7 separate regions of the Mus musculus genome follow, and regions 1, 2, 3, 4, 5 and 7 are each linked to region 6. Evidence: chromatin contacts called from public Hi-C and promoter capture Hi-C data. All regions are on one chromosome and are shown on one strand. Each heading gives the region's core, a stretch centred on a gene start, on an enhancer-like site or on the middle of the called end of the contact. The rest is flanking DNA. Distances are from core to core; before and after follow the strand shown.

Region 1 (2,700 bases), core at 126-2,625, 720 kb before region 6:
AAAAGAAAACTTTCAAAGTCACGGAGAAGGAAATTGTGGGAGGAAAGAAACCAAACAGGAGCCCCCAAAGTCTCAAGTCAGGGCTCCGGTTCGGCGAGGACGCCCAATACTTGGTCTCATCTCTTCGCCTTCTGCTCCCATTTCTTTACCCTGCTTTTTCTTTCCAGCAATCCTACCTCCCCACTCTCTGCCACGCACACCCCAGCTGCATGGGAACCGCGAGACCTTATACCCCAACCCTCTCCAGAGGGGACCTACCTCTCCTCCCCTCGACCCGAAGCAGTTCTCCTTCACTGCGGATGGCTTAAAAAAAAAAATCAAAGAACAACAACAAAAAAATCTCATTTCCTTATCTGTTAGGGATACCCCACATAAAGGGGGACAGAGACAGAGTGTCCCCCATCGACCCTCCAGTAACTGGAGGTGACAGTCCTCTGGGAAGGCACCCCAGTTCTCCTCTTTTTCAAGCCCCTAAACCAGAATCAAGCAGAAGTCCCGTTCCCAAGAGCCCACGCTTCCAAACAAGCTAGAAGCGGATTATACCGGTACCCAACCCGGAGATGGCCCGCGGCGCGCAGGGTGCACCTGCGGCCCCAGTGCCCTCCCCCCGGGCGCGGAGGGCGGGGCGCAGGGCTCCCCTCCCTTCCCCGCCCCAACCCGCGAGCACCCCGAGTGGCCCACCCGGAGCGGGACGGAGGCGGATGGGGAAGCGTTTCTGCAGAAGTTCAAGGGCTCCTCTCGCCGGCTCCGGGCCAACCAGGCCAGACACCAGACACCCACCTCCTGGAGGACTCGGAGCCACCGCGATAGGCAATCTCCGCCCCTGCGTTCGCGCGCACGGAGGCCGAGGCGGGAGCGCGGCAGCCGGCACCCGGCCCGCGCAGGGCCCAAAGCGAAACAATGTCCCAGCACGGGGTGGGGGGGCTTGGTCGCACTCCCCGCCCCAGGGTCCCGAAGCCCTCCGGAGTTCCCGATCGCAGCCCCGGGAGCAGCCGTGCTCCCCCGCGGCGCCGAGAGGCCGGACGTCTGCGCGCCCCGGGGCCGCTCCACCTGCGCCCTCCCGGCCAGGGTGGACCGACGCGCACCCACCTTCGCGGGCAGCCCGGGCCGCGCGTGCGGGAGCTTAGGCGGAGGCGGGAGGCGGCGGCATCACCTGCGGCGGGCGGCGGCTGCACCGGGACGCGCCCCGGAGGCGCGCGGCGCCCTGGACCCTGAGTCCGCGGCCCCGCCCGCGGCTGCCACCTCTAAGCGCGGCGGAGGAGCCGGGGCACCCCGGGCGGCGGCAGCGGCGGCGACGGGAGCAGCAGCACATGACTCTGTAACGAGGGGAATTAGACAAAGCGTAACATGGACTCCAGGCCCGTGCAGGCGCCGCAGCTCTGGGACCAACCGCAGCCTGCGAGCGCCGCGACTGGCCGGGTCGCAGCCAATGGGGCGGGCCCGGGCCTCCATGTGATTGCCTGCTCTGGGCCCGCGCACCCCGCCGCGCCTGCCTAGGGGGTCGGTCCGGCTGACCCGAGGGGCTGGGTGGCCGGGAGGTGACCGGGATTCTGGGCTGGCTGCTTGAAGCTCAGCAGGTGCACGAGGCGGAGAAGAATGGCCGCCGAACGTCGCCGGAGGCGCAGAGCTTATCTCTTTCAAGCGCACCTGGGCAGGGCATGGTGCCAGGCTGTCTGTTCCCTTGAAGCAACCGGGCTGGGCCGGGAAGCTTCGTCTGTGTTGCAGTTTCAGGAGGCTGTTCTGACCACTAAAAGCTGATCGTTGAGATTGGGAGAACGGGTGCGGGGTAGGCATTAAAAAGTCATCCAGTGCCTTCCAACTGGGAAAAAGCAATTACCTGGGATTCAGGGCTCGTGCACCTAACTTAATGTCTGCGCAAACAGATTTCTCTGCTAACAATGCCTTATCTCGTACGTTTTATTTTCAGCTGAATCGGGACCTCCCTGGTCCCAGTCGTTTAAGCCAAAAACGTCGTGCGTACGAAACAGGCACTTGGGAAGTTGTTCTAAAAAAAGTTTCCCAACTCGATAGCTTTCCGGTGTGTTTTTGTTGCCGTGCGGGTGAAGTTTCCTTAGTGTTCTTTTTTTTTTTTTTTCCTCTGTGGAGAGATGAGGGCCAGGACACCAAGTCAGTCAGGGTAATTATTTTAGTTCAATCAAAACAAACGATTCCTCCCCATACTTCAGTATCTCCTTTCATCTGAAACCTCACGCTTCTGGGAACTCATGCCCAAAAAGATGCCCTCCAGATTCATTTATCATCCAACGCTCTTAAAGAAGGCCAGGATCCTACAGAGAGAGGCAAAAAGGAAAATGTTTTTCTGGGCTCCCAGATGGTGACAGTGGCCCCTAAAAGGTAGAAGTAGGCCGCCCAGACATGGAAGAAGAGGCCAGGCCTTGAGGGCCAACACCCTCCCGCTGAGCAGCCCCAGGCAGTTTTAGATGGAACCTCAGCCTTTTGTTTGCTTCCCGGACCCTCCCGGACTGCAGCCTCTCCAATTCCCTACACCCTGCCAAGGAGGAAGTGCGTGGGCAGCCAGTGTGTGGCAGGTGATGTAATTACAGCCCTGGGTTTGCTGATCTAGGAGGTTAGAGGTTTTCATGCTCCTGACAACTAATGGTGGGACGGCTGGATGAAAAATGTCCTGCTGTTAAAATCAGTTTAGAAAAGTTTCTCCCTTTGCAGAACCACCACTTGCTT
Region 2 (2,700 bases), core at 88-2,587, 940 kb after region 6:
CAGATGTTTTACAATCATCTGTCTAGACCAGCAGGCACTCAACAAACACTTGTTGACTTAGCTTTGGGTTTTTCTTTGGAATAAGCAGTTTCAGTTCTGGATATACTTCTTTAAGTGTTCCTTTCCCTGTCGTGCTAGAAATCACCAATGAGCTTTTCGTTGTTCTGGTAACAACCAACAAAAATGCCATTAGTGACTTCCAGAGAGCAGGAAGTTCTCCCCTCAGCAAGCCCCACTGAAGAAGGTGTATAAAGGGTGTTAACCCACACCAGCAGAAAGAGGACACTCTGATTGAGGGGTTTTAAGCACTGTCAGGAAAGCAGAAAGGGGATGGCACCGTGGGGCCTACAAACCACAGCAGAAGTAATTCTATTTTCAATGAGGTGAAGGAATATGTCACTCCTGTTTGGGAAGCCCACAGAAATTCCAAACTCGGTCTCACACGGAGCCCAAATTGCCAGGGAACTAACCTCTTTCCTCTTCGGAACCGAAAGCTTGGTGAGTTTGCCTCCTAGATAAAAGTCAAGCTTGAGGCGTGGGTGGTATGTGTTTTAAGGAAGACACTGGTGTCAGAGAACTTAACAGAACCAAACTTACAAACTTTCCAAGTCACTAGGAAATAAAGTTGCGGCCACCTCGCCCAGGAGAGAAGGGAAAGAACGAGGTTCCCAGTACTGAGGCACTTGTGCGCACACTTCATCTCCAGTCTACCCAAAAGCCAATAATCAGCGCCTTCCAGCGCACAGAAAACACTGTCTGCTACTCAGATTAACAGTATATATTAACAGTATATTCCATTATATGGACTCGGTATCACCTCTAGCACGGAGCAACACACCATAAATGCTCTTCAAACTCTGGTGATCTATGAATTAGCGTTGGCGCCTTATCTGGATGGGCAAATTAAAAAGTCAGAGATCGAGAAGGGTCCTTGCTATTGGCTTCCCAAAATCCAGTACTTCAGCACAGCCTACATAACCTCTGGAAAAGGAAGGAGGGGATCGCAGGTCCACCCGAGGTCTCGGAACCGCAGCCCGTCCTAGAATCGGGGTACCTGGGTGCGGGGACGGCGCGGCAGGCTGAGGACCGGACAGTCACTGACGCGAGGGCCACCGAGAGCGACACGGTGGCTACCGCCTGCCCCAGGGAGCGGCCGGCCATCGGCGCCTGGCGCCTGGCGCGCGGCCCGCGAGGGTTCGGAGGTGGCCGGCCTCGCCCGGAGCCCCGCCTTGAGCCCCGAACCTGCAGCCAGCGGGCACTAGGACCCGGCCGCGCTCCCCCAGCGCCGCTGGCCGGCGGCGCCAGCAGCCCCACGACGTACCCGACGCGCGACCGCGCTTTACGGCCACGCCGCAAACTAACCTGTGTGCCAGGCCTCTCCGTCTGCGCAGGCGAACTGGAGTGCCGCGGCGCGGCAGGACGCGGAGACCCAGAACCCTGAGGCTGAGCGGAAGGAGGGTCAGGGGCGACCACGTGCTTCCAGGAGAGGAGGGCCGTACGGAGGAGTCACGTGAGCCATGCGAGGTTTGAGAAGACGTAGGATGAGTCAGTGACGAGTCTTGAAACACCTTGGTTTGGTTTCCAGAAGCCAAGTAACTTGCTTTTCGAAACTTGCCCGCATACCGGATTCAGAGACCGCCTGTGAACAACAAAATGTGGGCGTCCCGCCGGTCACGTGATCAGGCCAGTCACGTGACCCCTAACCCTTAAGGAGGGAATCCCCCAACCCTGGAACGCAGCCTGGGCTCCCCAGAGCCCCCTTCACGGTGCTGTCCGTGGTGTTGGTGACTCTGATAAACCTCTTGTCCAAAAGGAAAGCCGGCCTCGGTTTCCCACTTTCGAACCCCAAAGCCAAAACTTACAGACAAGCTGTGAAAGTGGCACGCGGTCTGGATAATAACGAACGAAGGACTAAAGTTAGCCAGATTGAAAGTGGTAAAGCCAGGCGTGCATCGCGGCTTGCACTCCAGGTTTCATTCGTTTAATTGTTGATGAGACATATTCTAAGCCTATCATCAACTTTGGGCCTTGCAAAACACACCGTATGGCGTTGGCTCTTAAAGCCAGGCCAATCAAATACTAACAGTATCCTGAAATCCACAGCACTCTTGGGATGGGACAGCAAGAAAAAAGGACTGCACAGTAACACTTCAGGGCGTTGCCTTCGTGACTATACTACACCCCTTAAAATGCCCGCTTAGAAAAACTAAAAGTATGGGAAATTTCCTCCCCACCCCTGCCCAAACCTGGTGACAGATAGGCAGATCCCTGGAGCAAAGTAAAGATTATATTTTCTTTCTCTGCACTTTGGGGCATAAGCCTACCACCCCACAGTTTCCTGGAGATGTGGTAGACATGTCGTTGAGGTGTGAGCGAGCACTCAGGAAGATAAATCACCTTGGGCTCCAGCCCCTTCCAGAGATGGTTGTTTTCAGCTTGCTCCACTGCTCCTGTCATAAGAAACACGTTTGTTTCTACACACACACACACACACACGAACACCTTAGATCCTTCAGCACCATTCCCCGGCCTTCAAGATCCCTATTCTTTTTTTTTTATTTTGGTTTTTTTTTTTAATGAAACTAGAACCCAGTTCATAATGTAGGCTTTCCTACGGCAGCAGTAGCCAATAAAAATCTTTCCTTGTGACTTTAACTAGTATCCTCAAACAGGCTAGTGGTTTTGGTTTGGTTTTGTTTT
Region 3 (2,700 bases), core at 65-2,564, 630 kb after region 6:
GGTGGGAGGGGGGTAGCAGGCAGATGAAGGCGTGAAATAACCATCTAGAACAGGCAGGCACTTCCCAGAGGTAGTTTGGAAATACTCCAGTTAAAAATAAATAATGCTTTCTGTAAATTTCTTTCACAACCCCGCTGTAGTTCCAATGTGATCATAACTTTGTCAGCAAATTCTATTTTCAGCATGACTGGAAAACCTTTCACCTCAGCCTCGCTTTGGGAAAAAACCTGAGCTCTACTGTCAGACCTCTTCATTTCTGAGTTTGTCTCTTTGCTTTCCCTTTTTATAAGAAGTTTCATAGAAATTCCAGCTCATTTATCTAAGTGCCTGTTCCTCGGGGTCATTCCAAATTTCCACTGGATTAGATCTCCATGGTCAAACCAAGGTTGCCATGGTATGGACACTGCTGAGGGAGTTACTGTCAGGAGACTTTTATGGATGTTAAATACAAATGGTTGTTGTAAATGGTTTCATGACACCTTGCTTTTCTCTGACTTCTAAGTACTTCTAAGTATCAATGACAGCAAAGGTTGCTTTCCTTTGGGAACTCTCAAGAATGTCATACAAGCTTTTCAGAGAGTATGATCTAAGAATTTTTGGTTGTACTAATGGACTAGAAATAGGGTGATGTTGCTGTGATACTCTGACCACAGGCCAGAGGCAGATTTGAGCAGCATTGCAAAGGCCCTGTACTATGGCCGGGGTGGAGGTGGGGGTTGGGGGGTAAGGGGGGGGGGGAGGGAGATGAGAAAGCATCCAGATTAAAACTTAAAACTAAACCCAACGTTGCCTCTGAAAAAGGGGGCGTTTGCACAGTTCCTCCACCGTGTTTCCCCATTTGATCATTTTGGTGCATAGTTAAGTTCTGCATGACCAACTAGTTGTGTTCCTAGCGCTGTTGTAGCAAGACATAAACACATGAACTGATTTCTAGCCAGGGAGAAATGACCGTTATTTTGAAGTTGCTTCTGGGAATTTGAGAAACTCTGTCAGAGCTAGTATGCCCCTTTAAATCACCACACAGTGCCCAAGCAGCACATGCTAAAAATATAAATTAACCACAGGTTGTCTAATAACCGATATTTTTGTGAGTGTCTGTTGAATAGGACGGGGCAGCCACAGGAAGCAAGGGAAATGAGGTGAGACAGAGGGGTAGGAGTTGGTATTGCTTTTACTCGTTGCTTCTGGAAAGGTTTGTATACAGTGGCCTTTACAGTGTTTGCTGAAACCCACCCACAGAAGGAATATTCTGTTCTGTTTGAATTTGAGGGGGAAACAGGCTGACATTTCCGGGACTTCCTGGTCTGCTTCTCCAGCCCGGAAGAGGCTCTATCCCGCCCCTGAGTCTTGCTCTGCCTCTGACCCACTGTGGACACACTGCTTTGTTGGCTTAAAAAGGACATTCTGTTCAACAGTCTCTTATCCTTTTGTAAAAACGGAAACAAATAACAGAAAAGTAAGTTTCTATTGCAGAGAGGAGGAAGAGCAGTGAGGCTGGTCCTGTGTGTGCCTGTGTGTGCCTGTGTGTGCCTGTGTGTGCCTGTGTGTGTGCAGGGCTGGCTTCCGAAGTCTGAGGGCTCAAAACAGGCCCACACATGAAGTGCTTTAATTTAAAAAGAAATTGGAATATATACATATATATATACACATATATATGCATATGTATATATATATGTAAAAGCTTTATGCTTTATAAATACATATGTATTCCATATATATTCCATGTTTATATATATACATATATTCCATATGTTTTACACACACACACACACACACACACACACACACACACACATATATATATATATATATATATATATAGAGAGAGAGAGAGAGAGAGAGAGAGAGAGAATATCTAAAACTTACGGTCTTATTCACGTTAGCAAAAGTGCTCTTCCAGTGAACTATGCACCAACACATCAACTTGAAGTTCTTATAGTCATTTTGAGCTGTTGATTTGTATAGAGACATGATGGATGCCCTGGGCCATGTGCTCCTGCAGGTGTGATATGCAGAGCACAGGATGGAGTGGTAGATAGTATAGGGCATCCCCCAGTCATTTGAACAGGAAAGCTTGTGTTGCTTGTACTAGGAGGCACTCATTATGCAGTAGGTCCTGTTTCTTTGTGGGTTTCCACGGTTTTCATTCCATGAATAGCAGCATGCCTGTGTTAGTCAGAAGTTGCCAGGAGAATACAACCAGTACAAAATATGTACATATGGAAGAGGAGGCTCCTTATGGGAACTAGTCACTTAATTTATGGGAGCTGAGAAATGCCATGGTACACTGACTGTATGCTGGTGGTGTGATTCAGTTCAGTTCTGAAGACCTACAAACTGGGAGGCTGCAGTGTGAAAGCCTGAGTCTGAAGGCCAGAGAACTCATGTCCTAGAGCATAGCTGGACAATTCAGATAGAAAGTGCCCCCTTCTTTCACATTCCTGGGGAAATAGACTCACACACACACACACACACACACACACACACACACACACACACACATTGACATTCAGTGTATTGGATTACCCTAATGATTTTATTTAGCTTGCTCATTTGAATTCTCTCCTCTTTCAGAAACACCTCCATAGACCTGTGATGGCTGCTCTTGGTTGTAAACTTGACATAACAGGAAAGAAAAACCTCAACTGAGAAACTGGCTCCATTAGATTGGCCTAGAAGCATGTCTTGGGGGCATTTTAT
Region 4 (2,700 bases), core at 195-2,694, 880 kb before region 6:
CCTGGAATTCACTTTATAGACCAGGCTGGCCTCGAACTCAGAAATCCGCCTGTCTCTGCCTCCCCAGTGCTGGGATTAAAGGCGTGCGCCACCACCACCTGGTGCATCCCACGTACTTGGATGATAGAAGCTCATCTCTGTTTTATTCAGTGCTGGATATCCAGCCCAGAGTGCCTGCACACCATGCTTGCATTGTGCCACTGAGCTGAACTCCCGGCCTGGGTCCATCAGACGCGAGGTGAGGTGTGGTGGGCCTTCTACCGACATTCAGATTCCAGCAGAATCAAAACTGCATGCTAAGACAAAACACCCCAGACTCCCCTTGACATAACAGACAGTGTCGGGGCAATTCTGAGAAGCAAGATTCAGTGCAGCATTGTTCTCATAGAAGGCTCAGAGTCCTGTCATCCTCTCTTTGCTTCTTAGCTATACAATTAAATATTCTCTTACTGCCTTCTGGAGCTCCCAAGTCTAGACACTATAATTATCATGGCAATTTCTCCAATGCCCTAATTAGCAGCGAACTAAAAACCCTTGGAGAAGAAAGCCAGGACCCTCCCCCGCCTCCAGTACTAATATCTGCCAAAGCCCACAACGAAATTAGTCTAGTACAGGGAGGGAGACTCATCCCCTTCCTCGTTCCCTATCTCCCCTCGATTGGCCTTCCTGTATCCTTCGGGAAGGAAGACGTCAAAGGTTTGCTTCCGCTTTTCCTGTGCCTCATTTAATCTTCCCACCCCACATGGCACCACACAGGCCCACTTTAGCCGTCAGAATTTAGCAGAGACTGTGCTGGACCAAGACATTTCAGCTTGTAGTGTACTTTTGAACATTTGCTTTTATGGATAAAATTAGGAAGGGTCACAGTTCAACCTGAATGTAACCTGAGCCCATTCAGACAGGACTCTGGTTTGCTGGTGTTTGTTTGTCTAGGCTTGTAAAGACCCGCTTCCCTTCCCAGGAACCCAGGCTGTCTTCAAACTCAGCTATGAAGCAGAGGCTAGCCTTGAACGCCTAATCTTCCTGCTTTGTTTCTGCATCCCAAATGCTGGAATTTGGGTTTGGGTTTGGGTTTAGGTTTGAATTCAGGATTGGGTTTAAGGTAAGGGATCATTAAAATAGTATCTATGTAGTCACCCTTCCTTCTCAGCATGGAAGGACCTGGTAAAGTTAGTTAACAAAGAGACTGTACTTATCAGGGCTCTGATCTCAGTGGCTCCCTTCAGGAGTGAGTCAGGGGGTCCAGGGGCATCTGATTACAGCTTTGCCCAGGGTCAGAGGCACTTTTCATGCAAAGGGCCTGACATTTCCTGGCAGGGACAGGATGTTTAGCTTTAAGCCAAAATTCCGGAGCAGCTCATTTGTGTGGGCCGAACAGCCCAGCCCTTCTTGGAACTCACACCCAGTGTCTCCTTACTTCAGCTGGTTCACTGTGGCCGCTCCCTTCTCAGAACTCATTGTATTTCCTGTGTGTCTTTTCTCCCTGTCTTTATAAACATTCTTGGGGGCGGTGGATGGGGGGGTTAACTAGCAAAGTGTAGGCATGAGTAGAGGAGGGAGAGACCACATGAAACAGGCTCTTCCTAAATTAATAGCCTCCCCCCCACACACACACACACACACTACCCCAAGTACCTGGACCATGTGAGAACCTGAGGATGGAGCTCCTGGCCAGTCATGTGACTGCTCTTCCTTAGTAGACAGGAGACTCCCTTCCCAAGGGCCCACCATTGTTACCTGTCATTGTTCCCTTCTTAGATACCCAGGCAACCTCTCTACAAAACCAGATAGAAATGGCCCCAGAGGTTATCCCTATTGATAACGTTATCATTAGTATAATATTTGACATGTTACAAAGCTCCTTTGCCTGTGCCTTTGCTCTGCTTAAGCCTCATTGCAGCCCTGTGAAAACTATCATACTGTGGTCCTTTATTTCGGATAAGGAAATCTGAGGGCTGACCACTCAGGCAAATTAGGCAGCCGGTGGCCTGAAGTCCCAGGGTCTATGTTATCCCACAGCTGCTTCTAATAGGAAGAGCCAGCCTGGCAGTGGTGGCACACGCCTTTAATTCCAGCACTTGGGAGGCAGAGGCAGGCAGATTTCTGAGTTGGAGGCCAGCCTGGTCTATAAAGTGAGTTCCAGGACAGCCAGGGCTACACAGCCCTGTCTCAAAACAAAACAAAACAAAACAAAACAAAACAAAACAAAACAAAACAAAGGTAATAGGAAGAGCCAAATCCACAGCCTCCAGGCTCAGAGGAGTCACATGGGCCCATGCCTGCACATGGAGTCACATGCCTGCACATGGAGTCACATGGGCCCATGCCTGCACATGGAGTCACATGCCTGCACATGGAGTCACATGCCTGCACATGGAGTCACATGCCTGCACATGGAGTCACATGCCTGCACATGGAGTCACATGCCTGCACATGGAGTCACATGGGCCCATGCCTGCACATGGAGTCACATGGGCCCATGCCTGCACATGGAGTCACATGCCTGCACATGGAGTCACATGCCTGCACATGGAGTCACATGCCTGCACATGGAGTCACATGCCTGCACATGGAGTCACATGCCTGCACATGGAGTCACATGCCTGCACATGGAGTCACATGCCTGCACATGGAGTCACATGGGCCCATGCCTGCACATGGAGTCACATGCATGCACATGGAGTCACATGCCTGCACATG
Region 5 (2,700 bases), core at 166-2,665, 540 kb before region 6:
CGTGAACCAAGTGGTTTAAAATTACTCGTATTCCCCTGTCGCCCAAGTGGCATCTTAATGTCAGTCCACTCTACATCCTTGTCCAAGCTTCAGCAAAGCACTGCATACTCGGCAGAAATGTGACCGTTAGCTAAGGCCACACTTCATATGCTACTGCAGTCTGTAGATGTGAAACAGCACCTCTAAAGGGTAATAAGGCTCTATGAGCCAAACCTGGACACTCCCACAAAGATCAATTAGTCTTATTTTTCACTTTAAGGAGGATGGGAGCCCAAAAATGTTTCCTAACTAATTTGTTGCGAGTTTAAAAATACTTAAGGAGTTGGAAACTCAGTAAAGCTCTGCCCTCAACCTCTAATAAAACATCCGCATTAAGCATGGGGACTAGATGTGGGCTGAGCCGTTGCAAAGAAAGGTAACTTGAAGGATTTTAAAATAACTGAAATCTGATGTACACAGCCAAGTGTTGGGGGAGGGAAACATTAGCTGCTGGAAAAAAAGAAAGGCTTTGGCGTCTATAGAGCACACCCTGAGGCTCCCAAGGGGCTAACTCCATCCCAAACACCTCTACGCTGGAGAAGAGAGAGAGAGAGAGAGAGAGAGAGAGAGAGAGAGAGAGAGAGAGAGAGAGCCTGCTAGCCTGCTAGGGTCAGTTTGGGATGAAGGCAGAAATCCTGGCCGCAGTTGCTGGCCTAGACACCTGGCCTCCAGGGTCTTAGGATGCAGAGCAGCCCCCTCCGGCCCCTCTGGACTTGCAGGTGAGCGGACTAGTGCTCACTGGATCTCTGTGTAGACCTTCGATTTCCCCCTCCTTCCTCAAAAAGTGTAACTTCAGGCATCTTCCAGGGAGGAGAGGGGGTTGGGGAGAAGAGCAGAAAAAACAGGCCCCAGCATCTCCGGGGGTTTTGAAGGTAGGGAAGGAGAATGGCCATCCCTGCAGCAACCGCGTTTTCTCCTAGTACGCCCCTCCCCCAGTCCCCAGAACCTAGCGGCCAGGCTGTACTGGGCTCCCGGCTGGGGGTCCCTGGCGCGGACGCCAGGGCCCGCGTGGGTTGGGTGGGGTTGGGGTTAGCGGGATCCCCGAACCGCACGCTGAGTAGGCGACCACAATGTGCCTGTCCCAGAGCCCTGGGGAAGCAGGGTCACGAACGAGGGAGGGTGGACGGGTCCAGGCTGGGGCGCGCCCAGAGAACCGAGGCTAGTGGCAGGGTGCTGGCCGTCCCTCTCCATCCCTCCGCGGGTCCCCGGCACTTACCTCTGGGGGCGAGGGTATCCGCAGAAAAGGATGCCAGGGCGCGGCGAGCTGTGTCCGGGTTGGGCTCAGCGGCGGCAAGCGACCGCGGCGTCGCTGCTCATGGCTTGTCGCGCTCAGAGTGCTGCGGCCACGGCCGCGGCGGCGCCTCGGTCCTCGTCTTCTTCGCGGGCTCTGAGCCGGGACGCAGCTAACGCCCCAGCTCCGCAGCCCTGTTCCTCCTCCCCGGTGCCTCCCCGCCTGCAAGCGGAGCCGCCTCCAGCGCCGCCCCGCGCGCCGCCTGGCCCGCGGCAGCCAGCGCCGCCCAGCGCCCAGCCCCGGGGTCGCCGTCGGCTGCCGAGCCGCCGCCGCGGTGCCAGCCCCGCTGTGACGCAGGCAGCGATGCCCGGGAACTTCCTCCTCTGCCGAGACCACCAGGCGTCCAGGGCAGGCGGGCCCGCGCTGGGCGGGCCCCGGGTTCCCCACCGGGAAATCAAGCCTCTCCGCGGCTGGATGATTCCGCTGCTCAGAGCTGCCTACCTGGTTGGCACAGCAGGGAAGATCGGTCCTCTGCCTCCTGTGTGCAACCCTAACAATGCCAAAAAGCGGGTGGTTTCTGTGAGCCCGCCATCCGCTCTTACACCGCAGCTCCTCCCTGGGCTAAGTTGAAGCAGAGCGGCTGCTGCTAAAAATAGCCCTCCTGGGAACTCCCAGAGGGTCAGGTTGGAGATAACCCCTCCCCAGAGAATGAAAGGTCCAGGAAGCGGGTGGAGAGGGGGCGGTGGTATATATGAGGGGAACAGGGAAGAACGAAAAAAATCCGATGCCCGTAGTTTACAAAGCCTTAAGACCCTGGGCAACCTCAATCCCATTGACCAGCTGGCAGGAGTCCCTCGTTACTGGACCCTGCAAGATGGGCTTCTGGGCTTTGAGCAGCAGGTGCCGTTCCATATGAAAGCTCCGCCTACGATTTTGTGTGGGCAGAGGTGGGGATCGTGTGTGTGTGTGTGTGTGTGTGTGTGTGTGTGTGTGTGCAAAAGAGTTAACAATGTGCCCCGAACCACCTGTTGTTTAGACGATGTAGGGGAGGGATTCTCTCCCAGCCATTGATCTGAGCCTTGGGTTTGTCTGCCTATCTCTCTGCCCAATTATAGTTTAAAAGCACAAACTAGCATCTTGAAAGCTGGCATCTCCCTAAAAAGAAAAATTGCCTATTGGGGGAAAAAGTGCAGATAAGATCACTGTAGCAGTCGAGAGAGAGAGAGAGAGAGAGAGAGAGAGAGAGAGAGAGAGAGAGAGAGAGAGAGTTTGTCAGTAACCAGCTGGCTGTCCTCAGAGCACTTGACGCAGATAAAGAATTACTCTGCCCTGGCAGTCTGGGAGAGACAGAAGAGGACAAAAACGGGCAGCCAGCAGCCATTAACTAGTTTGTGTGCTCCTGCATGGTGAGTTTATAGAAGACAATCATT
Region 6 (2,700 bases), core at 192-2,691:
GCCTTTCGATTACAGGCCCAGGTAAGGGAGAAGAAGCCCAAGTCAGAGGAATAGAACAGACTAACAGGATCATAGGCAAAAGCTTCCCTAAGACTAAGAGAAGGCACAAGAAGCACACAGAACACCAAATAGACAAGACCAGAAAAGACATGTTCCAGCATGTGTACACACCTACATCACACACGTACACCACACAGATCCTTAGTACCTCACCGTCACAACCGGCAAACTTCCATTTAGTAGTTATTCCCAGAAAGCGAGAGGATTCACTTAATGATACTGTCTTCCTACCAAACCAGAAAATGTAGGCTTGTAATTGAGTCTCAAAGCTCTCAGCCATGGCTGGAGAGATGGCTCCATGGTATAGAGCACTTGCTGTTCTTTCCTGAGGATCTGGGACATGGGCGGTCACAGCCATTCGTAACTCTAGTTCCCGGGGATCTAGAGATCTCTCTGGCCTCCGCAGGCACCGGGTGTGGAAGTCATACACAGACTTACAAGAGAGATTTTAGTCAGGTTTGAGGTACAACCATCTCCTTCATTTCAGGACAGGTGGCCACATCTAGAAGCTAAAACTGTAGAACCGGGCGGGGTAGGGTGGGGCTGGGAGTCGGGCGCCGACTTAATGTCCCTTCTTAATCCATGCTTGAATGTTAAAAACGTCTTGAGTACTGAAATTTTACTTGGATGACTTCAACATTGGCTTAAGGTTCGTCCAATGCTATACACGCACACGCACACGCACACACACACACAGAGCAGTCTGACCCAAGTAAACAGTCCATACTTAATCACTGTGCCCTCTTCTTGCTCTTTTTCAGATAGAGTTCGATGTTTAGGCCTGGCACACAAACTCCCAACCTCCTGTCCCAGCCTCTCGATTATAGGGATTACAATCGTAAACACTGAATTATTTCTTAATTGGTCTCTTCAGTTATAAAAAGAAGCTATAAATCAAATTATATTAAAAGCATGGGCACTTAACAAAACATATCCTTTGTCGTCCTGACCCATTGTTTGTCCTGTTCTGTGATAAGCATATATTCATCTCCTGTTTATTTTATCCCATTTGTTAAACAAAACAAAACAAAATTCAAAAACAAAAAACAAAAAAAATTCAAAACACACCACAGAAACTGTTACTTTCGCTTTGTCTTTTCCTGGATGCTGGCTTCTCAGAGTCCAATGTGAGCCTGAATTAGGGCAAAAAGTTTGCCCAGGTTTCCGGATCTGGCTGAACCCCTAGGTGAGCCCTCACCCCAAGACGCCACTCCAACCACGCCCCACAGAGACTCCCCCCTTCCCGCCCCTGCACCAGGACTCGCCCCTGCCCCTTTCCCCATGGCTTGGCCCCGCACCTGTCCCAAAGGGGGCCCCAGCCCCAGGGCTCCCCTGATTGCATCTTCCCCATGTCGCGCCCCACCCTCCCTTCCGCCCCACTGCCTGCTACTTCCTCTGCTCTCTTCGGGTTCCCTGCTCCTGACCACGACCACAGAGGCTCCAAGAGCTCTGCAGAGCAGAAGCCAGAGCCTCTTGCACCTTCCAAAGACCCGAGCTGCAAATCTTCCTGTGCAAGTAGCAACCTGAGCCCCTGCATTATCTCACAGTGGTGAGTGTGGGTGAGCAGGATGCAGAAGAGTGCAAGAGAGGGCTGGGAAACCCACTGCAGCTTCATTTGCAACTGTGAAATGCAAAGCAACTTGGTTCATAGAGGGTCTCTGTTTGGGTGGGTTAGCAGTGTACAACTTTTGATTGCCAAATGTATGAAGGCAAACACAGTTGGTGTTGGGCAGGTAAAAGTTTTACTGGTAGCAGAGATACCAGAAGTGCATGAGATATTTGTTAACACCGTTACTTTAAGGGAGCTGGGCAGTTTATAATTTTTTCTTTATCCCATGATATGAAATTTGTCAGGCAATCTCTAATTCGATATACAGATATTTACCAACTTCTTGCGACTCTTCCTCAGATAGTTCAGAAAAGGTTTCAACAGACAGAAAAGTTAAAGACCAGAATTATTAGACTGCAAACCTTTTAGTGGATTGTGTATCTATAATCTGTTTTATTTTCTTCCCTAATACTAGAAGTGTGGTCACTCCTTAGGGTGTTAACATGTGCCTCGCCAACTTAGTGTGTTCTCTTGCATCAATGTGCACTAAGACACAAACACATGCAGAACGTATTTTTGCATGTACCGTGGTTGAGCATCCGTGTAGCATTTGAGAAGAGAAGAAATATCATAAGCAGAAATAAAATGCAAACTAGAATGGAGGGCTTCCAGAAGCCATGGACATGGAGAGATCAGAAGGGGCCCAGTGCACTGAGGGACCCTCCAAGGTGAAAGTTGCATTTTTAGATGATTGATTTGTTTTTGTTTTGTTTTGTTTGTTTGTTACATGTATGCAGGTGCTCTGCTTGCATGTCTGGAGCCCACAGAGGCCTGTGAGGGCCCTGAAGCCTCTGGATCTGGCGTTGTAGGTGTTGTAAGTCCCTCCCTGCATTATGCAGGCGCTCAGAATAGGAAGAGTATGTGCTCTTAATTGCCGAGCCATATCTCTGGCCCCTTAAGTTGCTTTCCTGTGACCATAACAAGAAGGGGTTGCTCAGCCCCACAGCTCAAGAACAATAAGGGAAGCGCATTGCTTTTCAGAGAGGCTTTTGCCAGTTTGCCTTTGAGGGAACGTTCTTGCATGTGTTAAT
Region 7 (2,700 bases), core at 123-2,622, 890 kb before region 6:
GACTAGTGCACATAGTAGTAATTTAGAGTCACCTATATCAGAATGAGTCACTGTCCAACCCCGAAGCACAAGCAGGACGGTATGCTATCCTGAAGAGCTGAACTATATTTCAAAGCAACCGAAAAGTACTCCGAAAAGGGTGATTCTTTTTCCTATATTTACACTTGACAGCCTCAACCTCTTGTAGCAAATCAAAAATCAAAAGCTCATGCAATACGACCTACGCCAAAAAAGCACACCTCATTCAATGTCAAAGCCCATTTCTGGTGGAGGCAGAGGCTTCCTTCACAAGAAATGAACCGGTTTTATTTAGAAATACCTAGTTCCTCGAGATTACACCCAGTTTAATCCTACAAACTGTTCCTCGGCTCCCTAACACTATCACTACTGTTGATCACTTTATCTTGACACTGATTCCTATAAAAGTTGAGCAAGGTTTGAAGATACCAAATTAACTGTACTTCACGGCCAGGGAAAGCTGAAAAGCAACGTTACAATTCGGTTTATTTAACCAGCAAGTCCAACACGGGCTGCTGTGCACCGATCTAGCTGAACGTGAAGGGCATCTGGGGCTTGCTGTGCCAGAATTCTAACTTAGGTAGCATTCATACACAAGCCCCACCACTACCACCCCTAAAAACAAAAATAATAATGATAATGCACTGGGTCACGGAGCTGTTTCAGACGCGGTATTCACTAGCAGGTAACCTGGGTGAGATATTAGACAGCTCGGTCGGCTACGTGGTAATAACTTGCAGATTCTGGTTCTGGGGGAACCGAAGCCCATCTCGATGGAACGCCTAGAGACGCCCTTTATACTCCTCTCACACGGAGAAGCATCGCACGAGCCCGAGGCAGCCTGTGTCGAGCAAGATTCCAGAGCCCGGGGCGACACGGTGAGGACCGGCTCCACCCGCCACCGGGTCGCTGCCCCGAGGGCCCCGTGGGCCCCGTGGGCCCGGTCGCCGCTCGGCGAGGCCAGGAAGTTGCAGGCGGCCGCGGACGAGGCCCCGAGGCTCGCAGCTAGGCCGACCCCCTAGACAGCAGGGCCCCGGGCCGGCCGCACCCCCACGTGGGGCTCCCGGACCACAGGGCTCCGGGCCGGGCCCGCGGTCGCTGCGCGGCCCACAGAACAAAGCCACACGGCCATCTTGAGGCGGTAAACAGACCCCCGGCGCAGGCCGCCCGCCGCCCTCCCTCCCGCCCGCCCGCCACGGCGGCCCGCCCCGCGCGCCGCTCACCGTCCTCGAAGTCCATGCTCGACGCCGCGGGGCTGACGGTCTCCGCGCTGCGCTCGCTGTGGCCCGCGGCAAGAGCCCGCGATACGGCAGTGTCCACACGACCGGCCCGCGCGACCGACAGCGGCGCTACTAGCCGGGAAGCCGCAGGCCACAGCGAGGCTGGGGGCGGGGTCGGGCGGGCCTGCCAGTCGTCGCAGCACCGCCTCCGATTGGCCGACGCGGGGTGGTGGGCGGGTCTCGCGAGGGGGGCGGGAAGCGAGGCAGTTGTCAGGCTCCTGGGTCCTGACCCTGGGGATCGCGGGGGACGGAAGGTGAAACGGGAGTGCGGAAGGCTGGAGAGGGATGTTCTGGAAGGACTCCGGTTGGCCGGCCATGTTGGAGCCTGGCAAGAGCAACCGGGTCCAGGAGGGAGTGCCTTTCTCTTGCAGAAACTCATTAAATGACATGGCGACCTTTGGCTACTGTTGGCTGAAGGAGTGAGGAGGAGAGATTTTTTTCACTACTTATGGAGTTCCTTCCTCTGACACACAGAAGTGTGGGGCGTGCACAGGAACCCTGATTGCCAAATAGGACAGGATCATAAGACTATCCCAAGACAGGCTGCTAGCCACTGCTGGGTTGAAGGTAGTAAAGCAACTGTGAAAGTTCACAGATGGGAAAGATTTGGCAGGAAGAAAGTAGTCCACCGTTCAGCTCGAAGGGGAGAGGGAGGGAGGGGGAGGAAGAGATTATTCCACTTTTAAAATTGTGTTGGAGCAGATGCAAAGGTATTCACTCAGGAACACTATGGGAAGACTCTTGTGGACTTGAACCACAGTTTTAAATAATTTTCTCTCTGTCCTCACAGAGCAAATGGCATTAACAACAAATTGGTTACCTAGATAGGAAGCCAGACATCAATTCTTTGCACTCAATTTGCTAGACTCAGTTCGGAGGAAGCCGGAAATAAAACTGGAAGCACAGGGAGGTATACCACAGTAGCCCCAAATCTGGGCACGGCTTTGTGTCCTCCTGCTCATCTCTTCCTCCTCCACCCTCCCTGACTCATCCTGTTCTCCACCCTTTCCCAATTCCTTCTCTTCTCCCCTCCCACACATGTTTTCTGTTCACCTGGGCTGAAAGCTGAACTCACAATTTCCCTTCTCAGACCTGCTTATCCTCGTGTATTCTCTTGGCTGTTCACGGGGCGGTGAGCAAACCGCCCACTAATCCCAGCCAGAAGGCTGACTCGGTCCAGTCCACTCGAGACTAGCTCACCGCTCTTTCAGCCTCCTACTTCCAATCCACACACTTTTGTATCTGCTTACCCCACCTAAGATATCTTAGGTCGGCCCCACCCTTTCCATTTTCGTGGCCACTACCTGAGTTAGGATACTCACTGTCTCCCTGCAAAACTCTTGCTTATACAGGGCTGGAGAGATGCCTCAGTGGTTAAGATCACTGACTGCTCTTCTACAGA

What was found. Promoter capture Hi-C pulls out the DNA fragments that hold promoters and counts their contacts. Hi-C and Micro-C count contacts between places; a contact is called where the count stands out from the background.
Region 1: a contact with region 6 is called in a promoter capture Hi-C map of liver, with 4 times the contacts expected there. The contact joins the promoter of Lrrc8d here to the promoter of Abcg3 in region 6. A contact is called at or near these places in 3 of 39 promoter capture datasets (liver and pre-B cells) and 2 of 115 datasets of contacts at active chromatin or transcription factors (bone marrow-derived macrophages and large pre-B cells).
Region 2: a promoter capture Hi-C map of liver shows a contact between it and region 6, with 3 times the contacts expected there. The contact joins the promoter of Nudt9 here to the promoter of Abcg3 in region 6. A contact is called at or near these places in 5 of 39 promoter capture datasets (embryonic stem cells, liver, pre-B cells and 1 more).
Region 3: a contact with region 6 is called in a promoter capture Hi-C map of pre-B cells. The contact joins the enhancer-like site here to the promoter of Abcg3 in region 6. A contact is called at or near these places in 9 of 39 promoter capture datasets (the C10 cell line, the HPC-7 cell line, cranial neural crest and 4 more), 1 of 15 datasets of contacts at CTCF or cohesin (large pre-B cells), 1 of 484 Hi-C or Micro-C datasets (embryonic fibroblasts) and 1 of 115 datasets of contacts at active chromatin or transcription factors (large pre-B cells).
Region 4: a contact with region 6 is called in a Hi-C map of liver, with 2.8 times the contacts expected there. The contact joins the enhancer-like site here to the promoter of Abcg3 in region 6. A contact is called at or near these places in 4 of 39 promoter capture datasets (the C10 cell line, liver and pre-B cells), 1 of 15 datasets of contacts at CTCF or cohesin (large pre-B cells) and 1 of 484 Hi-C or Micro-C datasets (liver).
Region 5: a contact with region 6 is called in a promoter capture Hi-C map of liver, with 5 times the contacts expected there. The contact joins the promoter of Lrrc8c here to the promoter of Abcg3 in region 6. A contact is called at or near these places in 2 of 39 promoter capture datasets (both in liver), 1 of 15 datasets of contacts at CTCF or cohesin (large pre-B cells) and 1 of 115 datasets of contacts at active chromatin or transcription factors (memory CD8 T cells).
Region 7: a contact with region 6 is called in a promoter capture Hi-C map of pre-B cells, with 10 times the contacts expected there. The contact joins the promoter of Zfp326 here to the promoter of Abcg3 in region 6. A contact is called at or near these places in 4 of 39 promoter capture datasets (the C10 cell line, liver and pre-B cells), 1 of 15 datasets of contacts at CTCF or cohesin (large pre-B cells), 2 of 484 Hi-C or Micro-C datasets (granulocyte-monocyte progenitors and macrophages), 2 of 115 datasets of contacts at active chromatin or transcription factors (large pre-B cells and pro-B cells) and 2 of 9 other capture datasets (adipose tissue and liver).

Annotation. Positions count from the first base shown.
Region 1 is chr5:105,698,644-105,701,343 of GRCm38.p6, reverse strand. It overlaps Lrrc8d (leucine rich repeat containing 8D), which reads right to left and starts at 1,375. Exons shown (of 3, transcript NM_001122768.1): 1 at 1,090-1,375. Gm42166 reads left to right here. Exons shown (of 2, transcript XM_017321263.2): 2 at 481-2,700. The coding sequence ends at 1,456.
Region 2 is chr5:104,045,501-104,048,200 of GRCm38.p6, reverse strand. It overlaps Nudt9 (nudix (nucleoside diphosphate linked moiety X)-type motif 9), which reads right to left and starts at 1,337. Exons shown (of 8, transcript NM_028794.4): 1 at 1,055-1,337. The coding sequence starts at 1,161. Mir5619 (microRNA 5619) reads right to left here and starts at 198; the gene lies at 138-198.
Region 3 is chr5:104,350,700-104,353,399 of GRCm38.p6, reverse strand. No RefSeq gene overlaps it. Among named protein-coding and RNA genes, the nearest start is that of Mepe, 27 kb to the right of the region's middle. Within about 2 kb of position 1,314, at least 24 of the 459 cell types and tissues checked have an H3K27ac peak or open chromatin away from gene starts, as enhancers often do. A contact at or near this core is called in pre-B cells, where this site is marked.
Region 4 is chr5:105,858,150-105,860,849 of GRCm38.p6, reverse strand. No RefSeq gene overlaps it. Among named protein-coding and RNA genes, the nearest start is that of Zfp326, 17 kb to the left of the region's middle. Within about 2 kb of position 1,444, at least 81 of the 459 cell types and tissues checked have an H3K27ac peak or open chromatin away from gene starts, as enhancers often do. A contact at or near this core is called in liver, where this site is marked.
Region 5 is chr5:105,518,186-105,520,885 of GRCm38.p6, reverse strand. It overlaps Lrrc8c (leucine rich repeat containing 8 family, member C), which reads right to left and starts at 1,415. Exons shown (of 4, transcript NM_133897.2): 1 at 1,256-1,415.
Region 6 is chr5:104,981,458-104,984,157 of GRCm38.p6, reverse strand. It overlaps Abcg3 (ATP binding cassette subfamily G member 3), which reads left to right and starts at 1,441. Exons shown (of 16, transcript NM_030239.2): 1 at 1,441-1,609.
Region 7 is chr5:105,875,240-105,877,939 of GRCm38.p6, reverse strand. Zfp326 (zinc finger protein 326) reads right to left here and starts at 1,372. Exons shown (of 12, transcript NM_018759.2): 1 at 1,242-1,372. The coding sequence starts at 1,257.